2 separate regions of the Mus musculus genome follow, and region 2 is linked to region 1. The links are chromatin contacts, called in public Micro-C maps. All regions are on one chromosome and are shown on one strand. Each heading gives the region's core, a stretch centred on a gene start, on an enhancer-like site or on the middle of the called end of the contact. The rest is flanking DNA. Distances are from core to core; before and after follow the strand shown.

Evidence for each region. Hi-C and Micro-C count contacts between places; a contact is called where the count stands out from the background.
Region 2: a Micro-C map of the G1E-ER4 cell line shows a contact between it and region 1, with 2.4 times the contacts expected there. The contact joins two enhancer-like sites. A contact is called at or near these places in 5 of 39 promoter capture datasets (the 3T3-L1 cell line, embryonic stem cells, hippocampal neurons and 2 more), 21 of 484 Hi-C or Micro-C datasets (the AML12 cell line, the G1E-ER4 cell line, the HL-1 cell line and 11 more), 6 of 115 datasets of contacts at active chromatin or transcription factors (the HPC-7 cell line, bone marrow-derived macrophages, embryonic stem cells and 2 more) and 2 of 9 other capture datasets (adipose tissue and liver).

The regions. Positions count from the first base shown.
Region 1 is chr12:70,075,385-70,081,992 of GRCm38.p6, forward strand. Nin (ninein) reads right to left here. Exons shown (of 29, transcript NM_001081453.1): 3 at 2,728-2,897. Among named protein-coding and RNA genes, the nearest start is that of Nin, 24 kb to the right of the region's middle. Within about 2 kb of position 1,322, at least 43 of the 459 cell types and tissues checked have an H3K27ac peak or open chromatin away from gene starts, as enhancers often do. A contact at or near this core is called in the G1E-ER4 cell line and cortical neurons, where this site is marked.
Region 2 is chr12:70,230,543-70,237,007 of GRCm38.p6, forward strand. F730035M05Rik (RIKEN cDNA F730035M05 gene) reads left to right here. Exons shown (of 5, transcript NR_045174.1): 2 at 1,507-1,642; 3 at 2,253-2,389; 4 at 2,629-2,779; 5 at 3,290-3,623. Gm38467 (a long non-coding RNA gene) reads right to left here and starts at 968. Exons shown (of 3, transcript XR_381644.4): 1 at 730-968; 2 at 429-613. Within about 2 kb of position 4,814, at least 100 of the 459 cell types and tissues checked have an H3K27ac peak or open chromatin away from gene starts, as enhancers often do. A contact at or near this core is called in the G1E-ER4 cell line and cortical neurons, where this site is marked.

The sequences.
Region 1 (6,608 bases), core at 72-2,571:
CACACTGAGAGTGAGGTGATCTCTCTGTAACATCCTTTACCATCAGCAAGGTTTCTCCTGCCTCAGGCTTCACCTCATGTTTGCTTATACACAAAGCCAAAGGCTCATTTTTAAACATAGTAACCCCAGTAGAGTAAAGAAGCTACCCAGCAAGTCGGTAACTGAGCTAACAGGGGACAAGAAATACATCGCCAGGACGGGCTGACTCTGCTCAGAGGCTCTCTGGGTATCTATCCCTGGAGTGTAAGTAGATACTATTGTGTCAAAAATAAACAATTATTGCGTTTCTTGGCACCACGTAATAATATCTTGAGACCAGTTCAAGAGATAAGAAACTAGACTTAAAAAGGGTCTTTGAATAATTAGGCTTACCTCCTAAAGCGTTCTGACTCCTTTTTAAGATGTATATCCCAATTAAATTTCATATCGCCCAGATTCACGACGAAACAGATTTTACATCATAACAGGACACCCTCTCCAACAACAAGGAAAAACACGGTGCTATGAATATTCAATGACATAACATATGTAGATCCTTGCCCTCCTAAAACTGTCTGTGTAATGTGGCTTTGCATGTAAGTTGTGTGTTTTCCGAGGCAAAGGTCCCAGTATGAATGTTGCAAAGGGACCAAGAAAGGAAGGAACCACTGACCTGAGCATGGGGTAGCCAGCATCCCTGCCCTAGGCTAACCTGCCTGGGACACCAGGAGGCCCCGGGCCACACTCGCCTTCTCCATATTTAGTGGCCACATGCCACCCCTATTATTCTTACTCCATTTTGTAAGCTCTCTGTCTCTCTTCTAGTTACTTTTCTTTTCCTTATATTTCTGCCACTGAACCATGGTTTCTAGGGAACAGATTACCATTTGATTTTTCTTTTCTTTTTTGAGAGGTAAAGGTATTGAGGGGGAGAGAGGGAGAGAAAAAGAGATGGAGAGGGAGAGAGAGAGAATGAATGTGTTTCCCCCTTTACTTCTCAGTATTTACTGGCAGTTCTATTTCCTGTGGGGAATCTTCCCCACACCTGGGTTGTCCTTGTTTTCTTTAGGTCTGCAGGCTGTTGAGGACAGATGTTTGATTGCTAAGGACATCCTTGGGAGCAAGTCTCCTATAGATTTTAGTAACAGGGATGCTAGGCAACCATGAATACACATACTCACACAAACGCATGCACAAACACATGTGCACGCGCGCGCGCACGCACACACACACACACACACACACACACACACACACACACACACAGTCAGCCTGCAGTCTGCAGACTCGTCCAGAAAGCGGAGGTGCGTTGTCTCTTTTCCAGCTCATATTCATGTCTGGAATATTTACAGCTCCAATCTGAGCTGAGATTTGCAAGAAATTATTTAGAGTTTGCTCAGCAAGGCATTCTTGATCATGTTCTATAAATGGGATCTTGGCAAATGAGCCAGAAAGAAAGCCTAAAGAAAATGTTACTGCTTCTTCTTCACTGACAGATTACAGTGGTGTGCAGCGTGAAAAGAAGGGTATCAAGGCAGGTGGGGGGCCAGTGTATGAGCTGCCCCTGGGTATGGCAGGCCCAGGGAAGAGTGCTGGGAACTGCTACGCCCTGGGGAAGCACCCCTAGCCCACACTTTGAAGCAAGAACTATGTGTTTGAACCATGTGTTGAGTCCCAAAACAAAGTGCAGGGGATTTTAAGACATCAAAACATGAAGCTGGGGAGTTGGCTCTGTGGTTAAGTGGGGCTGCTTTGCAGAGAGCCCAAGTTCAAGTCTCAGGCACCTCCACGGCGGTAAATCCAGTTCTGGAGGATTTGATGCCATCTTCTGACCTCCCCAGGCAATAGGCATGTATGTATATGGTGCACATATATAAAGGCAGGCAAAACATTCAAACATATAAAAATAAATCTTAAAACTGAAAAAATTGGAAACACAAGACTTCCACTCTTCTGTCATGGAAGTTCTTTGTGGTCTGAGGTTGGAGACAATGAAAGATTTAAACTTTTTAAAAAATCTATCCACATGTGTGTGAGATGTGTGTCTGTGTGGGCAGTGTGTGTGCACATGTGTGTCCATGGATCCCTGTACCCATGCCTGTGTTGAGACCAGAGGAGGATGCTGTGTGCTCTGTCTTGGCATTCTCTGTCTTATTCCCTTAAGATAGGAACTAGCAACCAGCAGCAAGCCCTAGCAATGTTGTCTCCAATCCTCCAACTTCCTCTCTACCCCTCTACCAGCCCGGCCATGGATCTCCTTGCTTCTATCCCCACTCCCAAGCCGGGTGGCACGTGTCAACCACACCCAGCTTTTTACACGGGTTCTCGGGATTTGAACCCAGATCTTCAAGCGTATGCAGGCAAGTGTTCTTACCTGCTGAGTCCTTGGTTAGCTTTTTAAAATCATTTTTAAAAATTAAAATTAAATTAAAAGTGCCATAGCAGTGAAAGATACAATTCCAAGGAGAGCTTTCAGAATAGAAGACAATATAAAAATAACTGAAATCTGGGTAGACACATATAAACAAGGCACAGACATAATCAACTTCCTGAACACTGAGACAAAATTGGAAGGTTAGCATCTATGTCCAAGAGGCAGGAGAAGAAAACCAGCAAGGGCCATATCTGAGTGGAGCCTGTTGCACTGTGAATGCCTAACTTGTGTCTCATGCTACCCAGGGCTCATGCCCACGCCGATCAATGACTGAGCCTGTGACTGTGATCGTCTTGTGACTGTGAGCGCCTTACCTCGCCGCAGTCCCCAGCTGGGATGGGTGATGACCTCGCTTCTTCCTCTAGTGGCTCAAGCACTGTCACCTCCTCGATCTCTTCCCCAGACTCTTGAAACTCGGGCAGTGATCTTCGTCCATAACGCTTCCCACCTCTAACATATTTGGGCTGAGCTTCTGGGGAACAGTCTAGACAAAGAGAGAAGAGTGAAGGCCACATAATGTGAGAAGTAGCCCCAAGCTGTGTGGGGTACAGCCTCTTGTAGGATCCTCCAAATAAACCAGCCCCATGGGCCAGCTGTGGTGGCCGTGGGCGCATATGAGTCCTTGGGTCAGATGTGGAGCAGTTTCTACTTCTGATGGTCCTAAGTATCTGCTTCTACGCATCTGTAAGTTATAGAAACTATGATGGCAGAAAGGAAGTTGACTTAAAAAGCTAAGTAATAAGATCAGGAGGGCTGGGGATGGAGTTTGAACTAGATGTGGTGTTCGTGCCTATGATTCTGAACTCAGGAAGTAGAAGCAGAAAGACTCAAAGACTCCGGGTCATCTTTGGTTACGGTGAGGTCAGAGCAGCTGGGGCTAAAGGGAACTCCCTATCAAAAAGGGTGTACAGTGGTTGATCCGGGTTATCTGTTTTAGTAAGTTGGTGGCTTTTAAGTGTTGGAGGGCAAAAGAAGTAGACAGGGGAAAAAAAATCTAGCCAAGAGACACCTTGCAGGAAGTCCTGGGACCTGTGCAGCTCTGAAGAGTCTGAGGGAACACAACAGTCTAAGCACATTTCAGAACTCAGAGGGAAACACCCTCCCTTACCTCAGGGTCCCCTGGTTAGCTGCTCCACTTTCTGATCTACCAGATAAGCAGAGCAACACAAATATGAAACTGACACCGAGAGTTCTAGTCAATTAAGGACAGCTCCTCGAGTCTGAGGAAGCTGGCCTACAGATCATATTTATAAAAATGGTGAGGTATATATGAAGCTGTGGGATAAAATCGCGAATGGAAAGCCACAATAAGAAACATGATATACAGCGCTTCTGTTTTCAACATCAGTGGTGTGTAAACAAAAGGGGACGGTGCCCAGGGTAGAGTCGCCTCCAACTCTGAAGAACTCTGGTGTTCTGGAATGGATCAGCACTTACCAGTTTCACCCGCACTGCCGCCAACCCACCCACCAAGCGCCGTGTCTACAACTACCACCTCTACCACAGTCACAGCATCACCTCGTCCATGCCACCTCCACCAGCTCACACTCTCTCTACTCTGAATGCTTTGGAGCAATATCGATAAATACTCCACTCCAGGGTCATCCTTAAGCTTTGTAAGCACTTTGCATAGTATCAGGGCAATCAAATATTCTATTAAAAAAGGTAAGAGGGGCAATGATTTGTTTTCTTATTGTCTGTCTGTACAGACACACTGGCTCTCTGGAGGACATGCTCCCTGGGTCCTGATTGAACACATGGTCTAAGCACATTTCAGAACTCAGACACAAGTGTTTTAATTGAGGTGTATACATATATCATCAGGGCAAGTCTGAAGGAACAAGACTCCTTTATCCTCCATGGAAGGATGGTTGGGTTGGTAGACTCTGAGTTCAGCACCCCTGGGAGGGTAGATGACCCTGTTTACCTGGCCACCTTCCCCCATGCGACCTCCTTGGGCACAAACTTAGATTCTGTGATGCTCACAGATATAGCCGCAGCATTCTGAAATGCTCAGGGAAGCTAGGAGTGAAGTATTTATGATAGCTATGCAATTTCCAGCGATTAATATGCAGCTTTTTTTTAAGTCCCAGCCAAGTCACTAGATCGAGCAATCCTCTTACAGGAAGTGTTTAAGCACACAAAGTTTATATTGAGAATGGCATGCATGCTAGAAGGTACCTTTCTTCAGAAGTGAGTGTGTCAGTCTGTGGGTACCCAGGAGCGGGACAGACACTCGAGCTACTTGCTGGCAGCTGACACCCACAGATGCTGGTCAGACAAGAAGCAATGCAGAAGCATCCTTAATTTATTAGATGTTCTTAAATTTTAGTGCCAGACAACAGGATACATCATTAGTAACCGGGAGGGCTTAGAAAGGACTCAAAGGAAAACATAAAACCCAGGACTTTCCAAGTATGAGAATAGGGTTTGTCTGGGGCTATCACCGGCAAAGGAGTTCTTACTGTGTTTTGCACTGCTTCCAAAAGGAAAAAGAAGAAGAAAAAGGAAAGTGATGGAATCCACAGACTCTCCCGGGATGGCATCCTAAGCTAGGTACTGTTAACTCTCCATCACAGAGTAGGGAGTGTTGGTAGAATCTAAACAGCTCTTCTTCTATCCAAAAAAAAAGGTGGCCACTTGAGAACCACGGGGAATATTGTGGATTTGGAGGTTACTTTTTTGTTTGTTTGTTTCAGGAATTTTAAAGCCTCTTAAATTACATTTTAGTATAATAATCAATCGTAAGCAAAATTTAAGTTAATATCTTCTACATTACATATATGTATATATACCATACACACATATAATCAGCCTCTGTGTGTATGTGTGTGTGTCCGTGTGTGTCTGTGTGTGTGTGTTGTTTCCGGTCCCTACAAAAATCTTACTAGAATGAAGATGTTAGCATGCACAAAAGAAAGATGGATTATTATGGCTTTTTTGTCAGAGTTTCTAGAACCATCCACGTGAGCAATAAAAATTAGGACCTCCATAGCAGTTAGAAATGGCTACCTCTTAGCATCATGTGCTCACACACCCCTGCCCCTCTGAGAACATCAACATCAAGGAGAGACCCCAACAGTGAGAAGTCGAGAGAGGACATTCATGGACAACAGCTGTTGCTATGGAGAGCATTTGCAGAATAGGAATCTCCCCGGCCATCTCAACAGGGCTTCCCAAGAGCAGGAGCGGTCCAAGCAGAAGGCCACCGTGGGAAGTTTAGAAACTCTCACTCAAGGTGAAGAATGCAGTGTCTAACCTTATCACACCTCATGGAAGACACTGCCACCCTGGGGCAGAGTGGATTCACTTTAGGAGTGTACCCAGAAGCAACAGTTTCTTCGAGTTTCATTCTGGAACAATTTTACTGATGCTGGATAAATGGGGTTCTTTGGTTTATGGAAACGAACTGTTTCTATCACAGCGCTTCCTTCGCCACAGGCCAGCGTTCCAAGGAGACTCACAAAATGACGCATGAAAGATTATCCTGTCTCCAGCAGCTCCCTCCTTCAAAGGATATTCAAAAGTCATTTTCTCTTCTCACTCATTTCTACTAACTGGTATCAAGCATAAAAATAAAACGGGATGAGTTGGGGAAACGGCTCATTTGGCAAAATACCTGCTGCACAGACATAGGGCCTGAGTTTGCGTCCTCAACACCCACATCAGCACCCAGACAGCTCAGGTTCAACGAGAGACTCTGTCCCCCCCTCAAAAACAAAAACAAAAACAAAAAAAAAAACCCAACTTAGGTGGGAGTGTTAGAGGAAGACCTCGATGACTATCTCGGGCCTCCATGTGCATGTGCACGAACCCAAGAGCAGATATACACCACTCACTAAATGAATCAATTATGATGAAAGAAGATAATTAAATAAAAATAAGTGTCAGGAAAAGAAAAGCAGGCAAGCCTAGTCTTCAGGAGGGGTCTCTTCCAGCCTGGAAAAGTTTAGATCCAGAACATGGCTTTGAGGCAGTCCTACCTGGCCTAATTTAGGTATCTGTTTTACTCCATAAACCAAACACCTGGTTAGAAATAGAGGACTCTAAAGAAACCTGGAATCAGCCGGGCGTGGTGGTGCACACCTTTAATCCCAGCACTTGGGAGGCAGAGGCAGGCAGATTTCTGAGTTCGGGGCCAGCCTGGTCTACAGAGTGAGTTCCAAGACAGCCAGGGCTACACAGAGAAACCCTG
Region 2 (6,465 bases), core at 3,564-6,063, 160 kb after region 1:
ATATTCCTCAGAAAGCAGGGCTGGACTCTAGCCTTCTTCAGGTTTCAGTGCATGGCTAGCCATTAAAGGCATCGCTATAGGTTTGGGAAAATAGTGATTTCCTAGTTTATGTTCTGATAGAAACTTTGTTTTCTAAATGTTATGTCAAAGTAAGTTTTTATCTAGAAAAACCATCTAGGTTGATATGTGAGTGCAAAGAAAGAAAGAAACAGAGAAACAAAGAAAGAAACAAAGAAACAAAGAAGGAAAATGAAACGGGGGGGGGGGGGGGGGGGGGGGGGGAGTGTGGTATTGGCAGCAGCACTTGGGAACCAAGGTGGACTTCAGTTCTCTTCCCAATCTACCATCCTTATGTCCTAGGCCAGGAATTCAAGACTGTGAGAGTTAACTTACTGAACCAAGGAGATTAATATTTTTAAAGAACTCACCTTTATACCACCACAGCTTTCTAAAATGCAGCAGGTTTACCTTGCCCACCAGCTCGCAGCAGTGACAACGACCTCCTTGTCTTCTGCCCTCTTCTTCACCGCTTCTCCTGCTGCCATCATGAAAGGGCTTCTGTGAATGGCTGAACAGCCTCTCCAGGCCTCCCCTGACCAGCACAAGTTGCTTACTGTTGGAGCAGACCCATGGGAACCTATGTTGGTTCAGGTCTTCAGAGGAGCAGACACTGGGGACAGGAGTAGACCTGCAAGGCTTTCCTAGGGCAAATGGCTGTGGGAGACCTACCCAGGAGGGAGCCAGGCTGGCCGAGTGAGTGCAGTCAGATCCAAGTGTGACCCCATGAAGGAGAAGAGAAGGAATAGGCGGTAGACTTGTTCTAGACTATTAAGTCCCAGGAAGACCTCCTCCCCGCAAGACCACAGGGCAGTTCTGAGGCAAGTCAGTAGTCAGTCAGAGGACTGTTAGGAATGTGCTCAGCCATTGGCATGCAACCTCTGAAACCCTGCCTTTGTGCAAACACTACAGAGAGGGAAGGCTTTCAAAGCTCCAGGCTGGTTCTGCCCACAGTAGCAGGTGACTGGGAGGCCCATTCCAGAAAGACACAAGATAAAGATAACTTGATAGCTTGCATGTCTCAAGGCAGGATTATATACTATATTCAGAGCCACCAAAACTAAAACTAAAAAAAATTGTCAAGGACTCTGGTTAGACGAAGTTTCTGTCTCTCGTAGGTAATGTTTCATACTACAGCCTACACTGCCTAAGACGCTTAAAGACCTCCTGCCTCAGCCTCTGCTGGGATGAGGCCTGGCTGTTAGGTTCCCACATACCCTGCTCCATTCGATCCCCTCAGCAGTGCACTGAGACAATTTCTGCCTCTCTCTCTACTTTACCAAAGGGGGAACTGAGGCTCAGCGGTTCTCAGGTTTGCTCAAGACCACTTCCCAAGTCGATTGGAGAGATTTCACACCCCCAAGCTCTTTGGGATTTGAGTAAGCCTGAGTTCTGACTGAGCCTCAGCTAACCCTGTCCTCTCTAATCTCGGGCTGCTCTGTGCTCTAGATTGGCCTTTTGACCTGCTTTTAATCAGTTCTGAAGCCAAGGGAACTGGCCCAAAGTGGCCTCACATATGGGTCACATGGCCTGTGGAGAAGGACAATGTCATATTAGAGCGGCTCTTTATGCTCAGAGAGCAGAAGTAAGTACACTTTAATCCATGCATTCAGTGTATGAATGTGACAGCCAAGGCTCATATCTACACCCTGCTGTTTTAAACATTTAGGATGACAACTGAGAGCCTAGGTTTATTAGCCTGCCAAATATCCCGCAGGCGCACAGCACAGGTGCCTGTCTGAATTATCTTCTCTGTAATTGGCTGTGACCATGACCAGTCGTTGTTAAACTTGAGTGTATCTGCTTATCTTGGAGCAAACCCACTTCCTGGTGCTTTCATTTCCTGTCATATTTAATTTGCTTCTTAGTACAGTAGCTGGGCTTGTTAGATGTGGTCCAGTGGAAGTTTCTGAAAGGCTGGAGAGATGTACAACCTGTCCCTCAGATCATGGATGGTTTTAAAATGTCAGGACACAATTTGGTGACCCCAGAGAATTGGGGTCCCAATGTCAGATGACGCAAAATCAGGAAATGCTCTGGCCGTTTACTCTTCTGATACTGCATTGACAAGACAGCTAAGTTTGGAAGAGAGATGGGTGGCCAAGAGCTAAAGGCATTACTAAGATGAAAACCTGCCTTTTGTAATACTAACCAGTGTTCATTTTCTTCTCATTGCCTTTTCTGTGTCCCTCGAGGAGCTATGCTTGCAGGAGTGTGTGTGTGTGTGTGTGTGTGTGTGTGTGTGTGTGTTTATTTTCTGTAAGGAAGTCATGAGCTTCCCAGGTTGGAATTGCAAGTTAATCTGTGGAGCCCAGCATCTGGAGAGGACGGGGTAAGATGGCACTGGGCTGTGTGTGGAGGGAGTTTGGGAGTGAGGAGCCTGGAGCCTGCAGCCTGCTTAGAGCAGAGCCATCAGGTAGTCTGGGCATGTCAGAGAATCCAGGGACTGAATACCGAATCCTGGTGTGATGGTTTGTATATCCTTGGACCAGGTAGTGGCACCATCTGGAGGTGTGGCCTTGTTGGAATAGGTGTGACCTGGTTGGAATGGGTGTGTCATTGTGGTTGTAGGCATAAGATCCTCACCCTAGTTGCCTGGAAGTCAATCTTCCACTAGCAGCCTTTGAATGAAGACATAGAACTCTCAGCTCTGCCTGCGCCATGCCTGCCTGGATACTGCCATTCTCCCACCTTGAAGATAATGGACTGAACCTCTGAACCTGTAAGCCAGCCCCAATTAAATGTTGTTTTTTATAAGACTTGCCTTGGTCATGGTGTCTGTTCACAGCAGTAAAACCCTAACTAAGACACCTGGGAAAAGTCCGAGCAGGTATAGAACCCCAGGCAGGAACCTCAGGGCATGCATGCACACACATATACACACACACTCACACATATACACACATGTGTGAATATATATATGCATGTCATGCACAGCTGTATTACACACATAGTACGACTTTACTCCTCTGTTGTCACTAGGAATGCAATAAGATTTGGGCTTCAGAAAGAAACAAGACAAACAAACAAATGAAACTAACAACCCCCACCCCCAACCTCACTTAACTGTGTAAGGGAACAAATGAGGAGATAAATTCTGGAAAAACTGTGCTAAGAGACACGGACACATCCTGACTAGGGAAGGGAGTGGCAAGTGTGGTAAGCTCAGGGTTTCCACAGGCCACTGTGATGCAACATGTTCTGGGCTGACCTTCCTGTCTCCTTGTCTCAGGACCTTTGTGAAAGCAAACTGCCCCTGGAACCCACACCTTGACTTGATCTTTGCACTCAATCAATTGCACACAGGAGACTCCTGGCTAGTGATGGAGCTCAGTGATCGAGCATGTGCCTAGCATGTGCAAGCCTGGTGATGGAGCTCAGTGATCGAGCATGTGCCAAGCATGTGCGAGCCTGGAGATCCACCCCTCGACACAAGGAAGAAACCAAAACAACAACAATTAGAATCAAGAAGCAGAGAGACTCCCTAAGACCCAGTATTGCTCCATGGAGGAAGCAAATCTAAAGACTTGAAAAGCCCAGATTCATAAAAGCCAAGTATTTTAATCTCTCTGACTTGCTTCTCTTTAAAACCTTAACAGTAAAGCGCTTAGCTATGGAAGGGTAATCTTTGCCAGCTTAAAAGTTACAGGAATCCAAACAGAAAGTAGATTCCTCTATATTTTCAGGGATCAAAGCTGAGAATCTGAAGGATCCTTCCCTGTACACACGCAGGATATTTTACTTCTGAATGTGTCTGCTCCATCTTCAACCACTTGCACGGCTTGTCCTTTATTTCCTCAATCTTAAATGACACTTTCCAGTTGTCAGTCACAGTGTATTTCCAGTTTAAGATAAAAACAAGAGGCTGCCTTCCCCTCTGAAGTTTCACCGGACATTGTTTCAATTTTTGAGGAGAAGGTTAAGGAACCTTTGTGTGTATGCGCTGCAGCAGCGGCCTGAGACCAGCAGGTGGAGGACTTCGTCCTTTGAACACGCCACATCATGCACACAGGGTTTCAGCATGGATGTGGCTGTAACTTTAATCGCAGCTTTTTTTTTTTTTTTTCTTTGTTCTGGATATTCACACCCACAAAAATGACCCATAATCAGAAGAAGAGAACCAAAACTTTCCTGTTTTTTATTTACTCTACTCAGAGCATACAGTAGATGGCATGTTTCTTCTCTCAAAATCTTAGATCTAAATATATTGAAATCTAAAGAAATAATTTATTCTAATGCCGGGCATTGGGGGAAAATTAAATAAATAAAAATCGGAATTCAATATGTTATGCTAGATTTAGGAAATGCTCAGAGTTTGATGTCTAACCTGTCTGAACACATTTGGGAGCTGGTCAGACTGGCCAGATGTCTATGAGATCTGGGGAGTTCTGGGGAAAGACATCAGGACCCACTCATTGCTGGGATTAAGAGCTGTGGGTGGCTGTGGAGGGTTCAAAAGTTTCTCTGGTGAGAACTCACCCTCAGGGCTGGAGTCTAATGATTAGCCTGACCACAAGAAGGTCTTAGTTGTCAGGGGAGCACTAATTTCAGACTGAGGCAGTTTTCTTGATTCTGTTCCCTGGTCAGCTGCCTAGAAGCCAGTGTGTGCCCTGGGGCTGTGGCGGGCAGCCAGTAAACACGGAGAAACCTTTCCCACGGAGCGTTATAATAAATACTCGGACCCCACCAGCGCTGTTCTACGTTCTGTCGAGAACACGGGAATCGGCCGCTTATAACATCTCCCGTACAGTTTCAGGGAAGAGCCAGGCAAAACTGTGGGGCCAGGGGCTAGGCACTACAGCAGAGTGGGGCTTATGGGGACACCTTCTGGAGATTCCTGGAAATGCAGCACGTTGTTAGCCAAGCTTGGAAGTTTGTCAGAAGTGGGAGCAAGAATTGGTGATATTTGTGCTGGATATTAATCGGGTATTCTCAGCTTTGCACTCATGAGGACTTAATATACATTATATATATCTAATACATAGTATATCATGTGTCAAATACCACATATGTTATCATCTAGGTTCTTGGTATTTCATTTAATAGATGGGTCAAAATAAATGATGTATAATTATTCGTAAATTCTCTTTTGGGAGGTAATTTATATCACAGAGTATGTCTTCAGACAGATGGTGTAAAATGTTAGGTCTGTGTCACAGTGAGTATAGGTTAACTGTTAACTAATGTCCCCTCTGCATCTTCTTCTAGTCACTGTCTCTTCTACAGACCATTGCTACCCCAGTCTCCAGTACTACAAACGATTTTTTTTTCAGAAACAGGGTCTTCTACTCCAGGATGGCCTGTAACTCATCGCAATCCCCGTGCTTCTGCCTCCTGAGTGTCACAGGCACAAGGCACGGAACGTAGCATAAATGACTTTATGTCCATTTTTTGGTTTTGTCTTTTTGTTTTGTGTAAATGGACTCTCATAGTATGTCTCTGTCCTTCTGACTTAATGCATTCAGTATTGTGTGCACAACTTTTGTTTCTCTGTTAAATTCATATGCTCTTGTTTTGTTTTTGTTTTTTTGTTTTTTTGTTTGTTTGTTTTTTCTTTTTTGGTTTTTCGAGACAGGGTTTCTCTGTGTAGCCCTGGCTGTCCTGGAACTTACTCTGTAGACCAGGCCTCGAACTCAGAAATCCGCCTGCCTCTGCCTCCCAACATATGCTCTTGTTTTATTGTATAGTTGTCTAATGCATAAGTGTTGTACAGTTTTACTGTTGTTAGACACCTGAGTTGTCTGATGGTTAGTTTTAACTGTTAACTTGATGCCAAGGAAGCAGGCTTCCAGGCACGCCTGTGAGGGACTGTCTAGAGCAGTGGTTCTCAGCCTGTGGGTCAAGACCCCTTGGGGGGGGCACGTATCAGATATTTACATTACAATTCATAACAGTAGTAACATTACAGTTATGAAGTAGCAATAAAATAGGTTTATGATTGGGGGGGATCACCACAATATAAGGAACCATATTAAAGGATTGCAGCATTAGGAACTTGAGAACCACTGTTCAAGATTAGGGTTGGCCTTTGAAAATGTTGGCAAGAGATTACCTTGACTAAGGTAACTGATGTGAGAAGACCCATCTTTATTATGGGCACTACTGTTCCTGGGCTGTATACAGAGGAGAGGGCTTGCTGAGCTCTAACAAGCATTAGAGTAACCGGCCTGGAAGAAATGCAGGTATTCTAGAGGGACAGTTTCTCAGTCTGACTGTTAGCCTACGAAATAAGGGACCCCAAAGAAATGGAAGTTTCCTCCAGAAACCTCATGGTGGGAGAAGAATCAGGAAGAAGCCAGAGGGTAGCTGGTCTCCCAGAAAAAGGTTTCAAGTATCTTGTCAGCTCACCTGAGACTGGAACCCAGACAGTGACGTGTCAGCGGTGGGTGGGCTACACTTTGATAAGGT